3 separate regions of the Gasterosteus aculeatus genome follow, and regions 2 and 3 are each linked to region 1. Evidence: chromatin contacts called from public Hi-C data. All regions are on one chromosome and are shown on one strand. The core of a region is the stretch at or near the end of the contact, and the rest is flanking DNA. Distances in the headings are between cores, read along the strand shown. Region 1 holds the start of tle3a (TLE family member 3, transcriptional corepressor a). Region 2 overlaps LOC144383794 (a long non-coding RNA gene). Region 3 has its middle 11 kb from the start of morf4l1.

The links. A called contact is a pair of places that touch in the nucleus more often than the background predicts.
Region 2: a contact with region 1 is called in a Hi-C map of skeletal muscle, with 4 times the contacts expected there. The contact joins the enhancer-like site here to the promoter of tle3a in region 1. A contact is called at or near these places in 3 of 6 Hi-C or Micro-C datasets (skeletal muscle and tail fin).
Region 3: a contact with region 1 is called in a Hi-C map of skeletal muscle, with 2.9 times the contacts expected there. The contact joins the enhancer-like site here to the promoter of tle3a in region 1. A contact is called at or near these places in 2 of 6 Hi-C or Micro-C datasets (skeletal muscle and tail fin).

What each region holds. Positions count from the first base shown.
Region 1 is chrX:19,129,713-19,132,869 of fGasAcu3.hap1.1, reverse strand. It overlaps tle3a (TLE family member 3, transcriptional corepressor a), which reads left to right and starts at 1,439. Exons shown (of 21, transcript XM_040163321.2): 1 at 1,439-1,937; 2 at 2,520-2,684. The coding sequence starts at 2,661.
Region 2 is chrX:19,080,452-19,083,608 of fGasAcu3.hap1.1, reverse strand. LOC144383794 (a long non-coding RNA gene) reads right to left here. Exons shown (of 2, transcript XR_013451241.1): 2 at 2,342-3,157. Among protein-coding and RNA genes, the nearest start is that of LOC144383794, 5.5 kb to the right of the region's middle. Within about 2 kb of position 1,533, at least 4 of the 9 cell types and tissues checked have open chromatin away from gene starts, as enhancers often do.
Region 3 is chrX:19,163,932-19,167,088 of fGasAcu3.hap1.1, reverse strand. No RefSeq gene overlaps it. Among protein-coding and RNA genes, the nearest start is that of morf4l1, 11 kb to the left of the region's middle. Within about 2 kb of position 1,563, at least 4 of the 9 cell types and tissues checked have open chromatin away from gene starts, as enhancers often do.

The DNA.
Region 1 (3,157 bases), core at 190-2,689:
TGCTGGGCAATCTCAGACCTTAACATGACAAAATGACCTTAGCATTCCCAAAGGACTAGTGCTACATTCTCCGTGGGAGACATGGATGCTTGTTCTGTAATTTAGACCAAATTTCCTTTATCGACAGAAATAGATTCGGTTTTTATATGATTAATAGACTGCCTGCAGCAACCAGACTTTAGATTTCTTGCTAATTGGACATCTTTTATATATTAAAAGACTGGTGTAGTATAAAAAGTCTATTTTTACCCATGTGGCTGTTGTTTTTCCTCATTTAAGTGTTAAGACAAGTGTCGTATTCGTGATGTTTGAATGTGGAAACACTACTTTCCGCCTTGCATATAGCACGACATTAATATCACACTCAGGTTTAGTGTTAGAACAGGTTCATTTGGCCTTTTCGATAAAGGTAAACAAGAAGCCTTCACGTACGTAAAGGAAAACTACAGGTTGTAATGTTACAACTGTTTGCATGCTTCCTTTTTTCCTTTGTTTAATGTAGGCTCTCATTACCACGTGGTGGTAACAGATTGTTTGAACTGGAGAGAAAAGCCATTCGAAGCTAATTAAGCAGCCATTCCAGGCTCTATTCACAGGCAGAGGACCGAGGAGCACAGGCATTTGTCAGCGCTTGACCCCGCGTGGTATTGATTGACAACGCTGCTCGCAGAATGACAGGCTGGAGGCCTCTGGACCAATGGGAAGCCAGCGAGTAAGTGCGCCGCGCTGCCATTGGACGAGGGGCCTTAAAGCCGCAGAGGAGTCCCACGTGGGGCCGAAGTGAACCTTCAGAACGAGGCGCAGAGGCTCCGTTCAGACATGGCTGATGTTCGTATCAGACAAAGACAATCATTTATTCTCTTCCCCGCAGTGTAACCATTACACAAATGCTGATAGGTTGGCGTGCGGATGTGGTTATGCAAGAATCACGAGATATTTTAAACTAAAATGTCGAGTCGGCCCCATGGCTTTATTTGGGTGGATATCGTAGATCGATTGGTCATTATTGTGTCATTCCCGGTGTGTGTATGTATGTATGTGTGTGTGTGTGTTTCTGATTTGGGACATTACTTTCGGTGTTTCACAGTAGCATTGCTTCTCATTTTATACCTATGTATTAAAAACAAGCTCCCATTTCCCCCTCCTTTTCCTTGTATGTTGTATGTTGATATCAATTCAAGAACGGCAGCTTCCTCCCCGTAGCGGTGGCGCGCCCCCCCCCCCCCCCCCCCCCCAATGCATCAACAAAAATATAACCCCCTAATGATTTGCGGATGTGGAATTTGTGTTGTCTCTGTCAAATATGGATATCATCGTCGGCACATCACTGCCTGCTGTTGTTGTACACGGTGGGACGGAGGGATGATGCCTTGTGGATCCGCGGGATGATGTCATGTATCGCTGAACCCCACGTGGGGGCCGTCGCTCTCCGATAGGCAGATGTGGTTTTTACTCCTTCCGAGTAATCCGATTGGACAGATAGACGCTTTCACGGCAGTTCAGCACTGCTGCCTGTGTGTGGCAACCGGGGTAAACTGGACAACTGGGGGAAATGCGAGATTGCGGAGAGAACCATGTTACGCTTTTAAAGAATCGCCAACGTATTCGAGTCGGGAGGCAGGTTTTTGGAATTATTTTCTTCTTCATTTTGGGATTAACCAGCCACGAAAGGAGCGCATCCCTCTGAGGTTCGCGGTGGAGAATAAAGTAGTTTAATCGAGCCTCGACCGCACCACATTTTCTCCCAACTGCTCCCCCGGTCAGAGAGAGAGAGAGAGCGCGCGCGCGATAGAGAGAGAGAGAGGATGCTTGTCGAGATCCGCGTCCACCACGCTTACATTAAAAGGGATTAAGCGCATGAATTATAGCCTACTTTGTTTTTTTCTTCTTTTGATTCTGGAACAAAAGTCGGAGTGACTGTTAAGACGCACGCACAGGTATGTATTAAAGCAGAGCGCTTGATTTCTTTATTCCAGTTTATTAGTATTATAGGTTTTTTTTTAATTTTTTATCCCGGGGCGTGTGAACGCTCAACAGCGCACCGTCCTCACCGAGTGTCGGCGGAGTGAAAATCGGTGGAAGCCGGACCGGAGGCGTCCTAGCGCGGGGTTTCGTGCCGTTTGACGACCATCAGTCCGGATTAAGAGTCCGAGACAAACGAACCAAACGCGAGCGTTTGTAAAAAAGAAAAGAAAAAAAAAAGAAAAGAAAAGAAAGACGAACGACGTGAGCGCGTTTCTTTAGTCTATGTTGTGTGTTTTAGTACTTTTAAATTGTAAAGCCATTTATATTTGTGTAGTATATCGCTTGACCACTGCCCGGATAAGGTCACCGAGAAAGCGCAGCGGCGCTTTTGAGACGCGGCTCCAACTGCTTCCAACCGGAACGAGTTCGGTGTTCTGACTACTTATTAGCGACCAACGTGCTCTGGATTCTGTTGTTGGCTTTTTCATTTTCTTTTTGTTGTTGTTGTTGTTTTTTTGTTCGTCTAAAGATTAAACCGCTTCATTTTTCAACAGAGTTAATTTCCCAGTCCCCCCCTCCCTCCCACGCCCCCCCCCCCCCGGTGCCTGCTGAGACCGGTGTGGCTGTGAGCACATTTCAACCGTTTTGCCAAAGGACGCGCACGCTGGAGAGATAAACAAAGGATACATTTCAAGATGTATCCACAGGGCCGACATCCGGTAAGCAGCTCTTCCTCTGTGCACTTACTGCAGCTTCCATATCTGTCTGACAACTCTGATGTTGACATGTTTCCTGACTTGCCCCCCCCCCCCCCCCACACACACCTCCAATGCAACTCATAAAATCTATATGGTTATATCACAATGCATTCATGCTACACCAGAACATGCACTTAGTGGTAAATGGATGCAGATGGTTCGCATGCCTGGAGATATTTACTCAGCCATACACCAACATATGATATGACACCGCTGAGTACGGGGACAGGTGGTGGTTTGAATCCATTTTCAGATTAGATTTCCTTCTCGGTGTGAAAGCCTATTCATGTTGTGTTATTAGCTTCTGGAGGTGTGAAGTAGACCACCTTTCTGGTGTGGTGATAATGTCTTACTTACTGCAGAGGTGATTATCAAAGTAGTCTAATGGGGAAACTAGTCTTCTCACTTTTTTTGGCAAAATGAAATGTACTACT
Region 2 (3,157 bases), core at 284-2,783, 49 kb after region 1:
ATGTTTCTATGCATTTTAACAAGCTCTTTCTTCTTTCTGTGTTTGCCTCCACATGTCTCAGCGAGACGTGCCGTTTCTAATCTTATACTCGCAGTCCGTAAAACAAGTCATATTTAAGCACAGTGCGAGTGACCTCGCTAGTGGCTTTAACGGCTGTTGTTGGAATGGAGGTACATCTTTATCAGCTTGGGAGGCTTAACGGCAATTTATAAATGGGGCTAGCGTTTCCACACTCAGGTTTCAGTGTGTTCAAGGTCACAAGGTTCCTTTTACACACGCAAAAGCCTGGAAAAAGTCTAAGCTTGTCATCATTACACAGTTCTCATCTTTGAATAACATGTATTTTTGCTATATTTTATTCCACGTTACCATGAAATAGCTGCATCCATGTGTTGTTCCCGCAGTGCCGTGACTATAGCACTCTGACAACGGCTAATGCTGTCAAGTGGCCTTTATCTGGGCCCATTGTGAGCTTATACACGTTTATGTGTGTGTGTGTTACTAACTGGCACCAGTGGATAGATTACCTAATACAGTCCAAGCACGTTATTAGACCCCAGGGCGCTGGCTAAGTCACTCTGAGTTCTGTTTCTGGCCTTTTAATTATTCATCAAGGTATTGCCTGGGATGTAACCTCAATTACTGTGGGCTGTGGGGCCAGGTCACGTGTTGTTAACACTGCGCTGCAATCAGAGCCACCACAGGGAAGGCTGCCAACGGGAAGAAGGGCTCTGTGGCTTGGCACTCCACCCACCACCACTGATTGGCCCACGTGGAGCAGGACGCTGGCTGCGCCGAGGGCAGAGAGGGGAGGGCCGCTCTTCAGATTCCCTGGTAGCCACAATGGGAACAGGACGATGGTGTAAATACTGTAAATCAAAGCTTGATTGGTGTGATCAGCGTGGTGTGAGCAGCCGTGTGAGACTGGAGGAGGAGGGGGGGGGGGGGGGGGGGGGGTGATGGAGGGAGGAGGGAGAGGAACAGCTGAAGGTTTTAATGAGCCAAGAAGAGGGTGAGATATGAGCTCTCTCTCTCTCTCTCTTGGGCCCACCTGTAGTGGGCAGACCGGCTGTGCACCTGCAGTCCTGGAGAGCCCCCAGCACACAGAGCAGAGGGGAGCGGGGGGGGGGACTGGAAAGCCTGCAACACTTGACAGAAGGACACAGGGATGAGACGCTTGTCTCATTCGAGTGGCTGGAAGGTGCCGCAGACATTGTCCATCGCATAAACCCTGATTAAAACGTTGTCATGTTGAAATTACACCATAATCTCACCTGTCTCCTCCGTGTTTAAAAGGGAAACGGGGAAGTATGTTCGACTGAGTGCTTTTGCCTTTTAATTTGCACAGTAACAAGGCATCTGCGTTTCAAGGAGCCGGAGCCGAAATTTCTGTTCTTCTATCAGATTTGGCGCGAGTGATCAGACATCTCATTTCTCGTCCGAATTGAGGTGATGGTGTGTGGCAGTCCCCTGTGGCTGCGTCGCTCCGACAACCATGCCATGCATATTCAGGTGGTGATAATGAGAGCCGCTGTCATGGCGATCTATGACTAACAGCAGTTAAATCGGGGCTGCTGCCTTGTTACCGTCGGCTCACTCAGGCCACGCCTGCCTTTACCATCTGATAACGAGGCCTCCGGATCACACAAATGAGTATTAAAAAAAATGATCCTGACGAATGGACAGGTGTCTTTACCCAGAGTTTTGTCTGCAGACACACACTCACGATAGCACAAATAAACTGATGTTTCACTTCCGATTTCTTGGCTCTGAATGGTTGTTTTATCTTTGGGTCCAGCGGAATCTTCCACATGACGATAAAATGAACACTTTTCACAGATTATCTGTCTCATGACCCTGTAATGATGAAGTGACCGTTAGCGCAAATGCGATAAAGTTCTTACAGTTACCAACCATAGCTTTAATTGGCCAATTCTTCCACCTGAAGACATGAAATAATGGAATTACCAAACATAATGTCCTGTCTACTTGTCTGGAGACAGACTGTTATGTCTGCGCGTGGAGCTCCGCTGCTGTGGGGCAACTGTATTGCATTACACCCAGAGGAGAAGAGCAGATGTCCCAGAGAAGTGCTGCTGTAGCTCCAGGCAGCTTGTCCTCTGGGGGTTGCCTGGGGGGGGGGGGGGGGCAGACAGGAAGCAGCTCCAGATGGAACATCCTGTGTCATAAATATTGTGTGAATTGTACTGCCATAACGGCACATGCCATTTCTGCCATGCTTCCGCGTGACCTTCGACGGCGGATTTACAAGTGCGTACATCAATTGCGGAGGATGATTTAGAGGCAGCGCGAGTGTTGAGTGAAGCACACGGGACACGAGTTAGGCAGGTGGATGACATATTATCTTTTTAATTTGAGAGTTTTCATAGATAACCGTACTATACAGCAGAAGTAGACACAAGTCATTTCTGATTATGTTACATAGTGACTGTAATAACTGGTGTCTACGTGAAACCAAAATGCATGTATTAATTTACCACCCAGAAGCTTCTTATTTTTTAATTATGTCTTCTCTCTGAAGGTCTTGTTTGGATAATGTAGTACGAGCTAATTAACCGGCTTGCTCTCCCGCTTGTAGCTAAGGTCACGTTATTGCTTTGTTCGTGTTGATCCAGCAGCTAAGCCATAGATCTCTGCTTTCCACTATGCTTAAAACCAACGCTGAAGTAAACCTACAGAATGAATTCTGGGTTAAGAAATGCAAACGCTGTGCGAGTGGTGTGAGCTGAGCGGATTATGTATAGCTGCAGTCCCGCTGCTTCCCTGGGATGTAGAGCCTTTTATTATGGAGTGTTTTATGGCTGCCAGGAGTAAAGCTGACAAGGAAGAGGCAGCTATAAAATGAAGCTTCCCATTCTTGGTCGTCTGCCACCTCCTGTGAAAGCAATGCAGTCTGTAGGCAAGGATGTTCATGTGTACTGTATGTGCATCCAGGAGATCCAGGAGCATTGGGAGCTTTTTTGTTTGTTCAGTTGGTATAAGACGAGTCTGTAGAATACATGAGGCATCGGCGATACTCTTGTGTCAGTGTAATCTACGCGACTCTGACATCAAATCTCTACTCCACTGCTTAACATAGTTTATGTGTGGAACGGCAGAAGTAGGACGTTTTGAGAAAATATGGCTCTTCTTATGT
Region 3 (3,157 bases), core at 314-2,813, 34 kb before region 1:
AGTTTGGTTCTATTGTTTTCTTATCTTTGCTTAGTGAGATTAAAACGTTATCGGTGGACTTGTTTAATAAAAAGATGTCTCTAGGCAACACAACATCGGGACGAAGTAGGATATTCAGGATCGAACAGAACCAGAGTGCACAGAGCTGATCGTCTACGATAGGAACGACGTGGACAATGTTTTAAAGTCTTAAAGAGTATGACTTTTTTCTTTTAACTCTCAATGACAAATCCTAAAATAGCTTGTCGCGTTGTTGTAAGTTGTCGCATTTGCGCCTGCAGAGGGCAAACTCAAGCGAAGAGGAGTAGAAGCTGCACTATTTCCCTACGGTATTATTTCAGTCTGCAATGTATCCAACCTCATGAACATTTTTGCATTTAATAAAACAATTATCATATTGGTATTAACTTTTCTCTGATACACATTAGTGAATGAAAGTTAATTCCCCTCAACAGGACAGGCAGCCGCACACTTGTCCCGCTGTCGGGAACGTAACGTTGATATCTCATTAGGAGGCCTGAACCGTGACAGTTACGTCTCTTCCAACTGTGCCGTTGGTCAGCTCGTGGTTGAGTGATTGCTCCCGACCTCGCCGCGCCGCGCCGCTGCCCTCGGTGCTCCAACTATCCGCGCTGCTTGTTGACAGCAGCTCCCTTGTGGGGCTTCTGCTGACCTCCTGCTGGTGCTCTGGAGGAGAGGGCTGAAGACGAGTGGAGTAACCAGGGGGAGACGGGGGGGTTTCTCGACAGTGTTTTGCCTTTGATACACACCAACAGCGCACACTTGGCACAGTTAACCTGGGCTTTCCTCCCCTGGATTTCAACTATGTGAGTCAAAGGATTGTGTTCCTTTAGTAAATTGCTACTTTCGTTTTCTTTTATTTCCAGGTGTTTTTCATGAGATTTAATTAGTATATTTTGACGGTTGTTATTTAATTTGTAAGCTGGTTTAATGCAGTAAGAGCTGGCTTTGTGTCCGATGGGGTGTGTTGACTGCAGGAAGAGACAGAGCAGTGTGTCATTTTAGGGGAAAATGATAGGTTCCTTTCCACGCTCATAAATAGTCTCGCTATCATCAGCGAGCAGCACATGACCCAGTGGAGCAAAATGAACCCAGAATTGCGTCGCCTAGATCAAAACAGAAATATGGCAGACGATCAATTAATGATTAACAGACCATCTGTTGGTGGTGGCGTTTGGAATATCAATGCGCCTCCCCTCGGATGTTTAATCACCGGATGCCATCGTGTTGGAACACAACAACAGAGCCTTCGGAAGTGCTGTAGTGTCAGCCCGCTCAAACGTTTTGATCCACCTCCACGGCGCTGATTACATGTTCCCCGCTCCGGTGTAGAAGCGTGTCTACATGCAGATATCTGCTCCGTGTCTGGGGCCGCTGTCGGAGATCCCACCCAAGGCAAGGCTCCGTTCATGCTGCAGCTCGCAGGATGTCATGGATATGACCCCCCCCCCCGAGGCCTGAGGAGGGACAGGAAACGGTTGGCTCTCGGTTGGACAGAAGTGGTGCCTGGGACTTTCCCCACACGCCTCGGGATCCTCCTCATTCAGCCCGGTCTGCGGTCGGAGCGTGTTGTCTGCACCACTTCACACCAGGAAGGGGAAAGGGAGGGTTGGTGGTGGGTGGTGCTTGTCGAAGTCGGAGAAAACTTTTCAGAGGGGATTCATTGCCCCTTAACTGAGAGAACGGCATAAATTATTTGCGCTGGCAGATGTTCACAGACCCAAATATGCATGAATTTGTCGAGCTGGCAGGCTTCCCCTCAGTCGAACGTACTGGTTTGCGCGATGCGTGCAGGAGCAGTTGTTGTTCTGCCTGTTTTACAGAGAGCATTAATCTGGGCTGTCAGCGCCACCGACCATTTTGCTGGAAATGATTTCACTCCTTAATAAGGAAACTCTGGTGCTGCGTTACACACGGCGGTCAGGACAACATTCTTGGTGGGTCTGTCATCGTGAAGCTGTTCTCCAACAGCAGGCCTTCTGTGTTTGGCCTGCAGCACCCGCTGTAACCCAGAGATGAAAAGAATCCACTAACTAGACATTAAATGAAACCACTCTCTCACATCCTCTCTGCTGGTGGAGGGGAAGGGTACCTCCGGCCAGGAAGAGGGGGAAATCCAACATGGTATTAACTTGCCTGAATTTCTGTTAGTCGCTAAGCTGAAAACGTTATTTTGACAACCGACAGTTTGCCCAGTGGCGGCTGGTGGATTTTTTTTTTTTTTGGTAAGGCCAGCCAGTCAGTTTCAGTAAAAATCCCAGTATGATTCAATGCAAAAAAAGGGTATCAAACACAAATTATTACTTTGCAGTTAAATATTTAACATTTATTCCAACAGTTTAAAATAATAAGGACATCTTATTCAAACAAAAATATAAAAATGAACAATGCGATATAACTACCATATCGTAACATTATAAATATCCAATATAAATATATTTGTATAAAATCTAATATTGTGTGTCCTAACCGCAGTCCTGTGTGCAATGTTAACTTAAACACGGCCACGTGACGGAGTTTATCGCTGCGGTCAACCGCCCTCCACTTCCAAACAGCGGCAATATACGGCGTTAGCATGTAGCTAACTAGCTAGCTAAACCTGTCGGTGTAGAAGTCTTTACAGAAGCGTCGGCTTCCCTTTCACGCCGGTTGTTGCCTGATTGTGAGGTCAGGCTGGTCTGGGTCCAGCTGTTTTACCTCTCCGGCAAAGTTCTTCTCTCGTACCGAGTTCGGGTCGGGTCTTCTTGAAGGACACTGCCGGTGGTCTCGCCCCGACGAGAGCGCAGCGCAGGGCGGCGAAGGGCGAGCCCAAATCTCAATGCATTTTAGGACGCTGAAATTACAACTTCATCAGTGATTGGCTAACTGCTTGTTAGACCCGCCCCATTGGGACATGGCCCGAGCCCAGCTGAGACAAGCGGACCTGCCATATTTTGCGGAGATATCTTAATTTTCAAATATTAACGGGTATATAATCCACATTTCAAAAACACAAATACACAAATATTGATTATTTGTAAAATGTATTTTTAATATAATAAACAGAAATTATGAAAAATTTGGATTTTTTTCCCCGTCGCTCATGGTGGGGCCACGCCCCATTTACCACAAGCCGCCACTGAGCTCGCCGTTGCTT